Regions from separate parts of the Mus musculus genome. Here region 1 is linked to region 2. Evidence: chromatin contacts called from public promoter capture Hi-C data. All regions are on one chromosome and are shown on one strand. The core of a region is the stretch at or near the end of the contact, and the rest is flanking DNA. Distances in the headings are between cores, read along the strand shown. Region 1 holds the start of Pcgf5 (polycomb group ring finger 5). Region 2 holds the start of Ifit1 (interferon-induced protein with tetratricopeptide repeats 1).

Evidence for each region. Promoter capture Hi-C pulls out the DNA fragments that hold promoters and counts their contacts.
Region 1: a contact with region 2 is called in a promoter capture Hi-C map of hippocampal neurons, with 4 times the contacts expected there. A contact is called at or near these places in 2 of 39 promoter capture datasets (hippocampal neurons and liver).

The regions. Positions count from the first base shown.
Region 1 is chr19:36,406,650-36,412,397 of GRCm38.p6, forward strand. Pcgf5 (polycomb group ring finger 5) reads left to right here and starts at 3,099. Exons shown (of 10, transcript NM_001368691.1): 1 at 3,099-3,260; 2 at 5,307-5,587. The coding sequence starts at 5,476.
Region 2 is chr19:34,639,004-34,644,450 of GRCm38.p6, forward strand. It overlaps Ifit1 (interferon-induced protein with tetratricopeptide repeats 1), which reads left to right and starts at 1,886. Exons shown (of 2, transcript NM_008331.3): 1 at 1,886-1,984. The coding sequence starts at 1,980. It also overlaps a transcript of Ifit1bl1 not described here and a transcript of Ifit1bl2 not described here.

The sequences.
Region 1 (5,748 bases), core at 1,849-4,348, 1.8 Mb after region 2:
GCATAAATAAAACTGAACTGATGCTTTTGTCTTGGCTCAACCCAAATCAGCTGTGATTTTTGGATTTGCACTTTGTGGGGGGTTGGGGGTCTTGTGTCTGTAAAATGAAGTGAAACATTCATGTCCCAGTGCTATATACTTAGAGCACCAGGAATGCGTTGATCTATCTTGCCATTGTTTTTGTTGTTATTTTTAAAAAATATTTATTTATTTATTTATTTGTTATATGTAAGTACACTGTAGTGTGTCTTCAGACACTCGAGAAGAGAGCATCAGATTTCGTTATGGATGGTTGTGAGCCACCGTGTGGTTGCTGGGATTTGAACTCAGGACCTTTGGAAGAGTAGTCAGTGCTCTTAACCACTGAGCCAGCTCATCAGCTTCTTTGTTGTTATTTTTAATCAGACTAATGTTTATATTTTAAATTACTTTTCCGTGGGTCTTATTGTTTTATTTTCTCGAAGCACTGGGAATTTATAGCTTTGTATCTGCAGGGCAAGCAAATCACTTGCTTTTTTTTTTTTTTAAATAACTTTTTTGGGGTAAGAGACTCAGATGGTTTCTAAAGAAGAGAGAGAAGAAATCGCAAACTGGTGAATAAGAATTGTCCCATTTGAGCCAGATATTTGAATGCTTACTTATCAAGTTCATCAGGGGTGGGCTTTCAGGTTTCAAAAGTACATGCCGAGCCCACTCTCTCTCTTGGCCTAACTGGGATCAGGAATTAGCTCTTAGCTACTTCTCCAGCCTGCTACTTCACACCTGCCTGCCACCATGTCCTCTCCTGGGATGGAAATGAGCTAGTCCCTGGGGCTGTCAGCAAGCCCCCAGTTAAGTGCTTTTTCTTCCAGAAGAGTTACCGTGGTCTCTGGTCTCAGTTTCTCTTCACAGCAAAGAATGGATGACTAAGACACTGTTTGGCTTCAAATGTAAGTAGGGACTCAAAACACTGGTGTCCCCACAAAGGATGGGACCCAATGGCATCTCTCAGTCTTACTCCAGCATCTCCATTTCCACGGCCACCGCAGGGGACTGCGTAGGGCTTTGGCATCAGCACTCCCTCTCTCCCTCCTTTGCTGGGGTATGTCCTCCCGGAGTCCGAGTCCAAGATCATTTCTGAAAATACTGGGCAGCTCACTTACCGATCACCAACTGCATTCCTCTCGGAGTTCTCAATGTTTGTACTCCTGGAAAAGACATTTAAAACACTTGCAGACACAAACTAGAACAATATTAGGCCATTGTGTGTGTGCTACAGTGTATATAACAGGATCTTCCATTTCACATTTTAATAGAACTTAGTGTGCAATCCATTGCCTATTTTATTTTATTCTGGTTTTTCGAGACAGGGTTTCTCTCTGTGTAGCCCCAGCTGTCCTGAAACTCACTCTGTAGACCAGGCTGGCCTCGAACTCAGAAATCCGCCTGCCTCTGCTTCCCAAGTGCTGGGATTAAAGGTGTGAGCCACCACTGCCTGGCCCCATTGCCTATTTTAAATATACTAGAAATAGGTTGGCTTTTCTCATTTGGATACATTCAGTATGAAAGACATGAAGCCTACAGTCACTTGACTTGTTTTCTTTTGCTTACTGTAATTACTGTGTCTTGCAGAAGTCATCCCAACCTTGAGTCGGAGTTTCAAAAAGGGGTCCTTAAGAGGATTATAATCACTTAAAGCTCTGTATTCTTCCTGCAGCGATATTCAAATGAATTTGTTTTACCTGCATCTAATTTACCTGTTTAGTTATAAAAATGGCTAGTTTTAAAGGCATCCTGTTCTGCCCCGTGCATTTTAAATTTGAGGTATATCTCTGGACACCTGTGCACGCCTGGATTGTTGTTTTGTTCTTGAAGTCACCTCCGCAATCTGTCACTAGCCAGAGGTTCTGCCTGTCTGGAGGAGATAAAGCGAATGCTCTGCATTCTCTCCGAATTCTTCAGCCACCTTTGCTCTGGCTCGTACAAAAGAGATGCTGGAACTGCAGCCCTGATTCTCTTTCTGGTGTGCAAGATTGAAGGTTACTTTGCAGCTTGCGCTTTGGAGAATTCTCCTTTGATATTTGGTTAGTAAGTGATGGCTACCTTGCTTTGCCTAGGATCCTAGGGATCCTAGATTATAGTCTTCTAAGAAGTGAAGTACTGGGTCTAAGTTATGCTCAGTAGGAATTTATGAGTTTGGGGAAAGCAGTAGGAGAGGAGTATAGGTCACCTTTCAAGGAATCCTCCTTTTCTGTTAATGAATGGTGTCTCCGAAGTCTCAAAGTCCACTAGAAAGAGCACTGGGGTTTTTGTTTGTTTTGAACCTTGCAAACAGCAATAAATTTTTACCACTTTACCTGTATTTGTCAGTGATTCTGATTGCTAGACCTATCATACTGCTACAAGTTCAATGGTGATTTCTAAATAAGGTTCATTGCAAGCCAGTGTCTTCATGTCCAGTACGGCCTCGTGGGTCCAGTGTGGAGAACAATGCCTCCTATGAAACTGTTCTTCGATGTCTTAAGTTATATTTATTTATATGAATGTTTGTGAGTTTGTCCTCTGACCTATAGAGGTCAGAGAACAGCTTGCAGGGGTCGTTCTGTCCATTCTCTCCTTCCGTTGAATGCTGAGGACTGAGCAAGTCTCCTCAGGCATGGCTTCAAGTGCCTTTACCGGCTGAGCCATCTCACCGCCCCAAGGAGAAAATTCAGTGAGGTGACTCAGTGCTCAACGCTGACCATTGCTTTTGAACCGGCCAGGCAAAGCGTACTGGTCATTGTTAAGACTGAAAACAACCCTGAGAGGGATGGCGAGGATAAGAACGGAGATAAAATTCGGCCACAGCTACGTGTCACACAGGAGCAACAAGGGTGGGGGGCAGGGCACTCAGGGTGTCCCAGGCGCCTAGGAGGAGCACGAGCCGGCGGGCGTGGGCTGGGGGCGTGGCCGGCGGGAAGGGGCGTGGCCCACGAGGAAAGGGCGTGGGGACGGGGCGTGGTCGGCGAGAGAGGCGTGGCCTGCGGGCAGGCGGGCGGCTCTGGCGGTTGGAGGTGGGTGGAGCTGCCCTTGGAGGCGGCACCGGCCTGGCCCCGAGGCCCGCCGCGCCCTATCGCGCCAGAGCCGAGTGGCCCCGCGGAGCCCGCGCGCTCCCGCCTGCTGGGGGAGGGCGGACAGGGCGCGGGGGACCAGACAGGCCGCGGCGGGCGCTGTTTCTCTTTCGCTTTCCCGGGCTCGGAGGCGGGCGCGCCGGCGGGCTGAAGAGCGGCGGCGGCCGCTGGGTAGGTACCGCGCGGGGGCGGCCCGGCCGCGCGCCAAGTTTGCGCCGGCGGCCGCGGCGCCCCAGACACCTGCCGCGCCGGGCGCTGGAGCCGGAGCCGCTCGGGGGCGGGGCGGGCGCGCGGGGTTTCGGGGCAGCGCTCGGGGGCGGCGCGGCCGGCCCGCGGAGACTCGTCCTGTCCCGTGGTCCCCGCGCGAGTAGCCCCGGCTCCTGAGCCGAGCACCTGCCCGGCGGTGAAGGGCTCGAACCTCCGGGACCCGCGCCGGCTGACGCGGAAAAGTTGCCGCCGGCCGGCCGCGCGACACCGCAAGCGCTCGCTTCCTTTCCGTGTCGGGGTGACAGGGCTCTGGGCTTGGGATTGGGACTGCGTTTCCCACCGGTTTGCCTCGAGCGAGCGCTCACGTAAGTCCTGGGAGCAAGGGAAAGTCGAGAGAGGAGCGGGGACCCAGGCGAGGATATTAATGCTTTGCTGAAGGTCACGAAGGCCAGAACCCCGACATTGCAATTAATTAAATTACACTTTCTGTCATATCCTTGACACTATTTTCCCAAGGAGTAGACGCTCCGAGCTTATACCCTGAACGTTCACAGTGAGGGTGTGCTGCTGGAATGATGCCTTCTAGACTTTTCCAGTTATTTTATACTCGCCTATGTGTTAACAGCCAAGGTAGTGGAAAAGTTTCTGCCTAATGAGTGAGATTCGTGTAGGATGAACCTACTGAAATCAGCATCTTCATTGTTTTCTAAGGTCATCTTTCTTGTAGGGAATTTGCAAAACTTTTTAAATAACCTAACAAGCTAGTGATTAGTAAAATTCTAAGAAGAATTAATGACATTTCTTCAGTTTTCACTGTTCACTATTTCATTTAATCATCGCCTTTCTAGGTCGCTGGAGCTCTTATTTTTATCTTACAAATAAAGCAATGAAATAAATAGCTACTTGAGACTAACTGTGGCTGGTATCTGTTAGAACTTTCTCACTAATAGAGGAAAAAAAGAATGAATTTTGGTAGAGTGCTTGCCTAACATGCACTGTGCCTGAGTTTGATCCCTGTCACAGTGCAAACTGGGAGTGGTGGGTCACACCTGTATTACCGGCATGCTAAAGGAGGAGGAGGCAGGAGGATCAGAAATTGAAGGTCATCCCCTCTAAACCAGGAGTTGTATGCCAACCTGGGCTATAAGAAACCCAGCCCAGAAAAATAAGAATGAATGAATGAATGAATGTTAAATCAGTGAAAAAAAGTAACTGGGGAGAAGTAAGCATTAGCAAATAGGGATTACAGTGAGGATAGTGTCAGAGAGGGACACAGGGACAAGGATGGTGCAGTGATGAAGAGGAAAGGCATGTTGGACAGAAGATAGGAGCCTGCAGAGTTTATATGGTGGGAAGAGTGGTCCTGTCAGTGTACCTGAAGTGTTGAAGGAAAGGTTAGAGTCAGTTTGCAATGGAAACCAATTAGGAATGTGGTTTACATCTCATGGGACAGGCTAAAAACCTTACATGCTTTTTCTGTTTACAGAGAGGAAGCGCCGACTTTTTATTTTTTCTATTTGAGAAGTACTAACTGTAATAAATAAATAGAATAAACCTGATAGCAGAATGTCAGATGCCCTGCCCGGAGGGTATCTGTCTGAAGAGGGGACATGCACATCATGTTGATTTGACTGTTAACTGGACGGAGAGTACAGAATGGAAATAGAGACCCTTTGGTAGGGGGTTGCTGACTTCAGTTGTGAGACTTGGTCGCTTGTATCGGCAGAGGCTCCTGATAGGAAGTCAAGCAGGTAGTAAAAGCCCAGTACTGCCGAGGAGCAGCCTTAACTGGGTTCAGCAGCTTTGGGTGCCATGAGTTGCAGTGGTAATTGAAGCTTCATAACTGGGTGAATTTGGTAACTCTCAATTAAATGAGAGTAGATTTACAGGTTAATTCTACAATAAAGGTTGTGTCCTGCTCATCACATTTTGACCCTGAAAATGTACTGTTAATGATATTAAATGCAGTATAAGAAATGTGATGCCTTCTCTCTGTGACTTTGGGAACAGGTATGAGAAAGAGAACCGCCAAAAGGAGTGAGTGATGCTCAGTGACCTGCGCTCAGGCTGGACGCTCGCGCCTCGGGACTCCTACAGGAACATTGCGCTAGCTCCTGGGAGCAGCTTTGCATCTCCTTAGTGCTCCTCTGCTTCAACTGCTCAAGCCAGCTGACCTCGAATGGCTACCCAAAGGAAACACTTGGTGAAAGACTTCAACCCTTACATCACCTGCTACATCTGTAAAGGCTATCTGATCAAGCCCACGACAGTGACGGAATGCCTCCATACATGTACGTATTTCTGTGTCCTCCGCTTTCTATGTGAAACCCAAATTCACCTAGGCGTGCGTGCGTGCGTGCCTTTAAAACTGTTGTGCTCTGTTTTGGTCTGGATTTTTAAGATTTAGAAAGTAGTCTTAATTACTTTCAAATTAATTTTCAGAATATTTGTC
Region 2 (5,447 bases), core at 636-3,135:
TGGCCTCTGTGGGAGAGGAAGCTCTGAGTCCTGCTGCAACTTGATGGGCTGGGGGTGGGGGTGGGTGGTAGTACCCATGGGACATAGGGGCCTTCCCTTGTCAGAGGAGACAGGGAAGAAGGAATAGCCATGGAGGGTGTGATGGTGGAACTGGGCAGCAGTCAGAATGTAAAACAAACAAACAAGCAAACAAACAAACAAAAAGAAAGAAAAAATGAAAAACAAAAGAGAAAAAGGCAATTTTGAGTTAAGAGCCTTATTAACACAATCCTTTCAACCCTGTCCATTTTTAAGTGTTTTAATATTATATTTCAGTGAAGTGTGTAGCCGGTATGTGTATGGGTGAGTGTGTATGTGTGTAACTGTGTTTTTGTTAGTGTGTCTGTGGGGGTGGTGTTATGACATTCGTGTGAAGTCATGTTAGAACACTCTAGATTTAGTTCTTCTCTGCCAGCACGGAGTCAGGGGACTGAACCCAGGAGTCAGGCTTGATAGCAAACACTTTAACTCTCTAACATATACCTAGTTATCTGACTGACACATAACTCTAGGTTCTCTAAAATTAAACTTTACTGGAGAAAGTGACCAGAGGGCCAACTCCTGTCTTGGTGTCAGCTGATGGGGGGGGGGGGTTAGGGCTGTACCTACCTGGTCAAAGATAACTCTCAGGAGAGGCTAGCACTATATCAAGGAGATGGGATTAGATGTTTAACTTCTTTCAATATTTTTAATATATGGAGGTGAGAAGGATGAGCTGAATTTGAGGACCTAGACATCAAAGGTCAGGATAAGGAACTAGACAGCAATAAAGGCTGAGATTACAGGTTAACCAAGACAACAGACTAAAGTATTTGACCTCAACCTGAAACAGTGTGAGCCCCACTGTCTGTAGTTCCCTAGATTGCTATTAGCCCTTAAAATGGTATTTATTTTACGTGTATGAACACACTGTAGTTGTCTTCAGACACACCAGAAGAGGGCATTTAATCCTATTACAGATACTTGTGAGCCACCATGTGGTTGCTGGGAACTGAACTCAAGACCTCTAGAAGAGCAGTGAGTGCTCTTAACCACTGACCCATCTAGTAGCCTTGCTATTAGTGGGATAGCATCAAGGCTCTGAATAACCATCACCCTTTAGGGATTCCATGTTTGGTTCTTGTTAACATGACTATGATTGGTGGAAAGAACCCTTTAGAGTCACCTCAGGAGAAGTTAACACAAAGCATGGCTCTACAGCTCTCTGGGCAATGGGAAACTGTCCTGGTTTATAAAGACTGTATTCCTAAGGCTTCGGATAGGCTGGGAAGCTATGGACCAGTCAATGCAGGTGAATAATGACATCTGTGGAAGATGCTAAGGATAGACACACAACAAACCAGCTAGTATCTTCTTCCACTTCCACAATGCATGAGAACTCACTCTTCCAGTCCCAAACTTTCCCTTTGCCATCCTAAGACCCCCTAGTGCCACATGGGAAAGTCTCACTTCCAAGGAGGAACTGCAGACCTTCAGTTGCTTGGAAGAAAGAACAACACTGCTTCTGAAGATGCCAGTCTGCTTTCCATTTTATCTGTATCACCTCCATCAGCCCCTACCTAACAGATAAGAGTCTCTGGGTGGCAGGGATGTCTCACTCTCTCTCTCTGGACAGCAGTCTGGATCCGACATGTCTGTATCCGTTTCAGAGCCTTCTCCTCATCGATTTCAGTGGAGAATGCAGTAGGGCAAACCCCACAGTGCCCCACAGTGCGTCTCCCTGGATAAACTGCAGGCTTCAGTTTCACTTTCCAGTCTCAGTTTCAGTTTCTCACTGCTGACTGAAAAGAGCACACCCCCTAGCTCACCCAGCCCTTTAAAAAAAACCTGAGCTTCCAGTTGGTGTGACAGTCTGCAAGAGAGCAGAGAGTCAAGGCAGGTTTCTGAGGAGTTCTGCTCTGCTGAAAACCCAGAGAACAGCTACCACCTTTACAGCAACCATGGGGTAAGGATTTCCCTGTTCTCCACTCTGAGGGAACCCAGGACACAGACGTTTGCTAGTGGCTGTTTCTGAGTGTGCCTCTAGCTTCTCTTTCTACTGCTGATGGGGAACAAGGATGCTAATTGTCCTGAGGGTCCAGGGAGTTTGCTTAATGCCCCCACTAAGCTGTGTGCCTGGTGCTGGATGTGTGACTGGAAGCTTGTTTTGATTTTTAAGGCTGTCTCACAGCATGTAGTAGGACGTACCTGGGAGAGAATTTAGTGCATGCTCGGCTCACAAACAAAGATGATTACCAAACAGGCCCTCTGGAATGGAATAAAGGACCACCAGTGCCCACTTGGTGCTCCAAAAGTGAGCAGCAGGTTAGAGTATGCTCCTTCTGATCTTCTGAGGACATAGTCCTTAGAATGTTCCAGCATGTCCTCAGAATCTTCCAGCCTATCCCTCAATGGACCTCTTGAAATGCTGTTCAAGCTTTCTGTTCCAGGCGCATTCATTCCCATCCCTGGCTGGCTAAACAAATAGCCAGGGCAACACCTCTCTCTCTCTCTCTCTCTCTCCCTCCCTCCCTCTCTCCCTCCCTCCCTCCCCGCGCCCCCCCCCCCCCCAGGATTAAGAAACAAAAATGTGTCAATTCTATTCTCTCTGACAAGAGGTATTAAAACCTTTTGGCCAAGAAACTAAATATATATGAATAAATATATATGAATATATGTTATATAAAGCCATGTCAGGAAGTTTGATAAGGTAGAGCAAGTAGAGACCCAGAGACTCGGTGGGCACACAACTGAGGCTTAGGGTATGGTGGGTAAAAGTTCTATACCTGAGTCAAGGGCCCCACACATCACCAGGAAGATAATGTGATTGATACAGTACCACCAACCAGTGGTTCCAGATTTAATAGATGGTGCATGGGGCACTACATCACACCCTGAGCCTGAGTATGGAGATATGGAACATCTGTGTTTTGCAACTGTTCAGAGGAATAGAGCATATAACTAACAAGAAAAAAGGCTCTCCTGCCTACCTCTGAGACCTAGGGAATCAGGTCACCTCTGATCCCTTGAGCCTGTGGGCCCCCTACTCCTATTGCCCTTCTGAAGTCAATTGGTCCAGAAGGTAAGAAGAAGTTTGGTAAGGTAGAGCAGATGCTATGCATAGGTGCATGTACCTCCACCTCAAGACAGAGAGCCCAGAAGGATCCTTGTGAGCCTCCCAGTCAAGGCAGACCTTCCTGGGCTACTGCTGTCCAGTTTTCAGAGTCCTCTGAGCTGTCCTGACAAAATCTTTATTTCCCATAAGGTGCAGGTACAATCTCTAATTCCAACTGTGGGATGCTGTAGCCAGGGAAAGCAAAGTAAAGCCAGATTGAATCTGATGCCCCTGGGTCAGGATTAATCTATTCCTACAGAAGCTTGTCCAGCATCTTAAAGTGCTCTGGAAAAGAAGGAGTAACTATGAATTTGGTTATGAGAGAGAGAGTGAGAGAGAGAGAGACAGACACAGACACAGACACAGACACAGAAATAGGGAAAGACAGATGATGGGGTCTCTGAGAATGCTGTGGCCAACAGAGCAATGGTCTCTATGAAGTAAGAAGGAAATCTGGTTGAATATAATTTAGCCAATGTCGGTTCAAACTTCTAGAATCTAACCTGGCACTGTTTGTTGTAAATATATTTCAGCACAATAAAATATAGCAAAATGTTTCCTGGTGTAATACAATCCTCTGTGTACACGGAGGTATCATGAGGTATAATTACACTGAAACTCAATTCAAAGTACATGTGACTTCTCTCAAGAGGATTAATTCCAGAGATAGGCTTCATACGTTAGCTGAAGGGCCCAGGGAAAAATCTGGTATGGTGTAAGTCATACAGATAGTACGGAGGTCATTTGGACTATTACCATTTCCATCCCTGGTTGTGTGAGCTTGGGGGAGCCTCGGACCATACAAATAAAGCAAAGGTTACCTATGCTATTAGCCATCTCTGGTCCTGCTGTATGAGGTTAATGTGTTCTGGCTCTACAGAGAACACAAAATACAAGGTTATTAGTGTTTATCTGTTTATCTGTTTATAGGAGGCAAGGACCTATGTGCTCCCAACTGACAGTCAGAGAGAGAAGATAAAACAGAGAGGGAGGGACACACACACACACACACAGAAAGAGAGAGAGAGAGACAGACAGACAGACAGACAGATATACATAGACAGATAGACATAGACAGAGAGAGAAAGATCAGAAACTTCTTACCCTTTTGTCTCTATCTAGCTTGGCTTATCAAACGTTTATATAGATAGAGTCCAGAGTCCAGGAATAACTGTCAAACTTTTCCAGGGGCACTGTTGAAATACCCACATATTTTTGTCCAGCATCAGTGAATTGGACCAGACACAAATGATGAGAAAAGAAACATTTCCTTAGAAAAGAAAAAGTATTCTGGAAATGGGAATGGACTAGTAAATTGAGGGACACAAGCCCAAGGAGCACTGGGCCACAGGCTCAGCTGACCAAGCCAGCTCATTCAGTCAACAGGGTCTGGAGGGAGGGAATGAATATTGAAGAAAGAAAAAACAATTAGACACACTATAACTTGACTCCAGCCAGTTCTAAAGCTGATGTGTGTTTATTTTTCTCCAGTCTGCTTTCTTACCATTCTAGAGACATGCAAAGAATATGGTCAGTCCTAAGGCATAAACAAAGTAGTCAAGGAACAAACAAAGCATAAACAGAGTAGATAAGGAACAAACAAAGCATAGACAAAGGTCCCATGATTACCTTATTCAGGGTCTTAACAAGACCCATCAATATACAAAGAACACTTTCCTCAGCTGTATCCATCTTGAGCCTATTTCCTTGTTCTAGCCCAATGTCAAATTCCTAGAAAGTGGCACCAAGAGCTCTCCACACTCAGGAACCCTTCGATGCCAAGAATAATGCTCCCTGTCTCTTCTCCAGGTTGGCACATCAAGGACATTTTGGGCATCTTCCTTCCATTACTTGAAGCCTAGGGAAGGAAGGACTGATAGTGTTTTTCTGCAAACTTCCAGAATTCATGGCCACTGATGCTCTTTCTGTGGTCCCCAATCTCCCAACACACTCCATAAGCTCTGAAATACCATGTCAAGGGGTCAGGGGAGCCTCACAACTGCTTCCCTTGAAGATTTAAAATGGTGCTGGGCCGATGACTCTGTGAGTAAAGGGCTCACCAAACAACCATAAGGGCCAGGGTTGAATCCTAGTGCTACTACTGAGAGGAGGGAGAAAGCACTTGGCTTTCAACCTCAAATGAACAAGGTGAAGACCAGTGCCTAATGTTGTGCTGTCCTCTGACCTCTGTATGCATGCCTTGGCATAAGTACCTCATACACACACACACACACACACACACACACACACACACACACACACACACACACAAACACACATGTACATATACATAAATTTCTAATTATAACCTGTT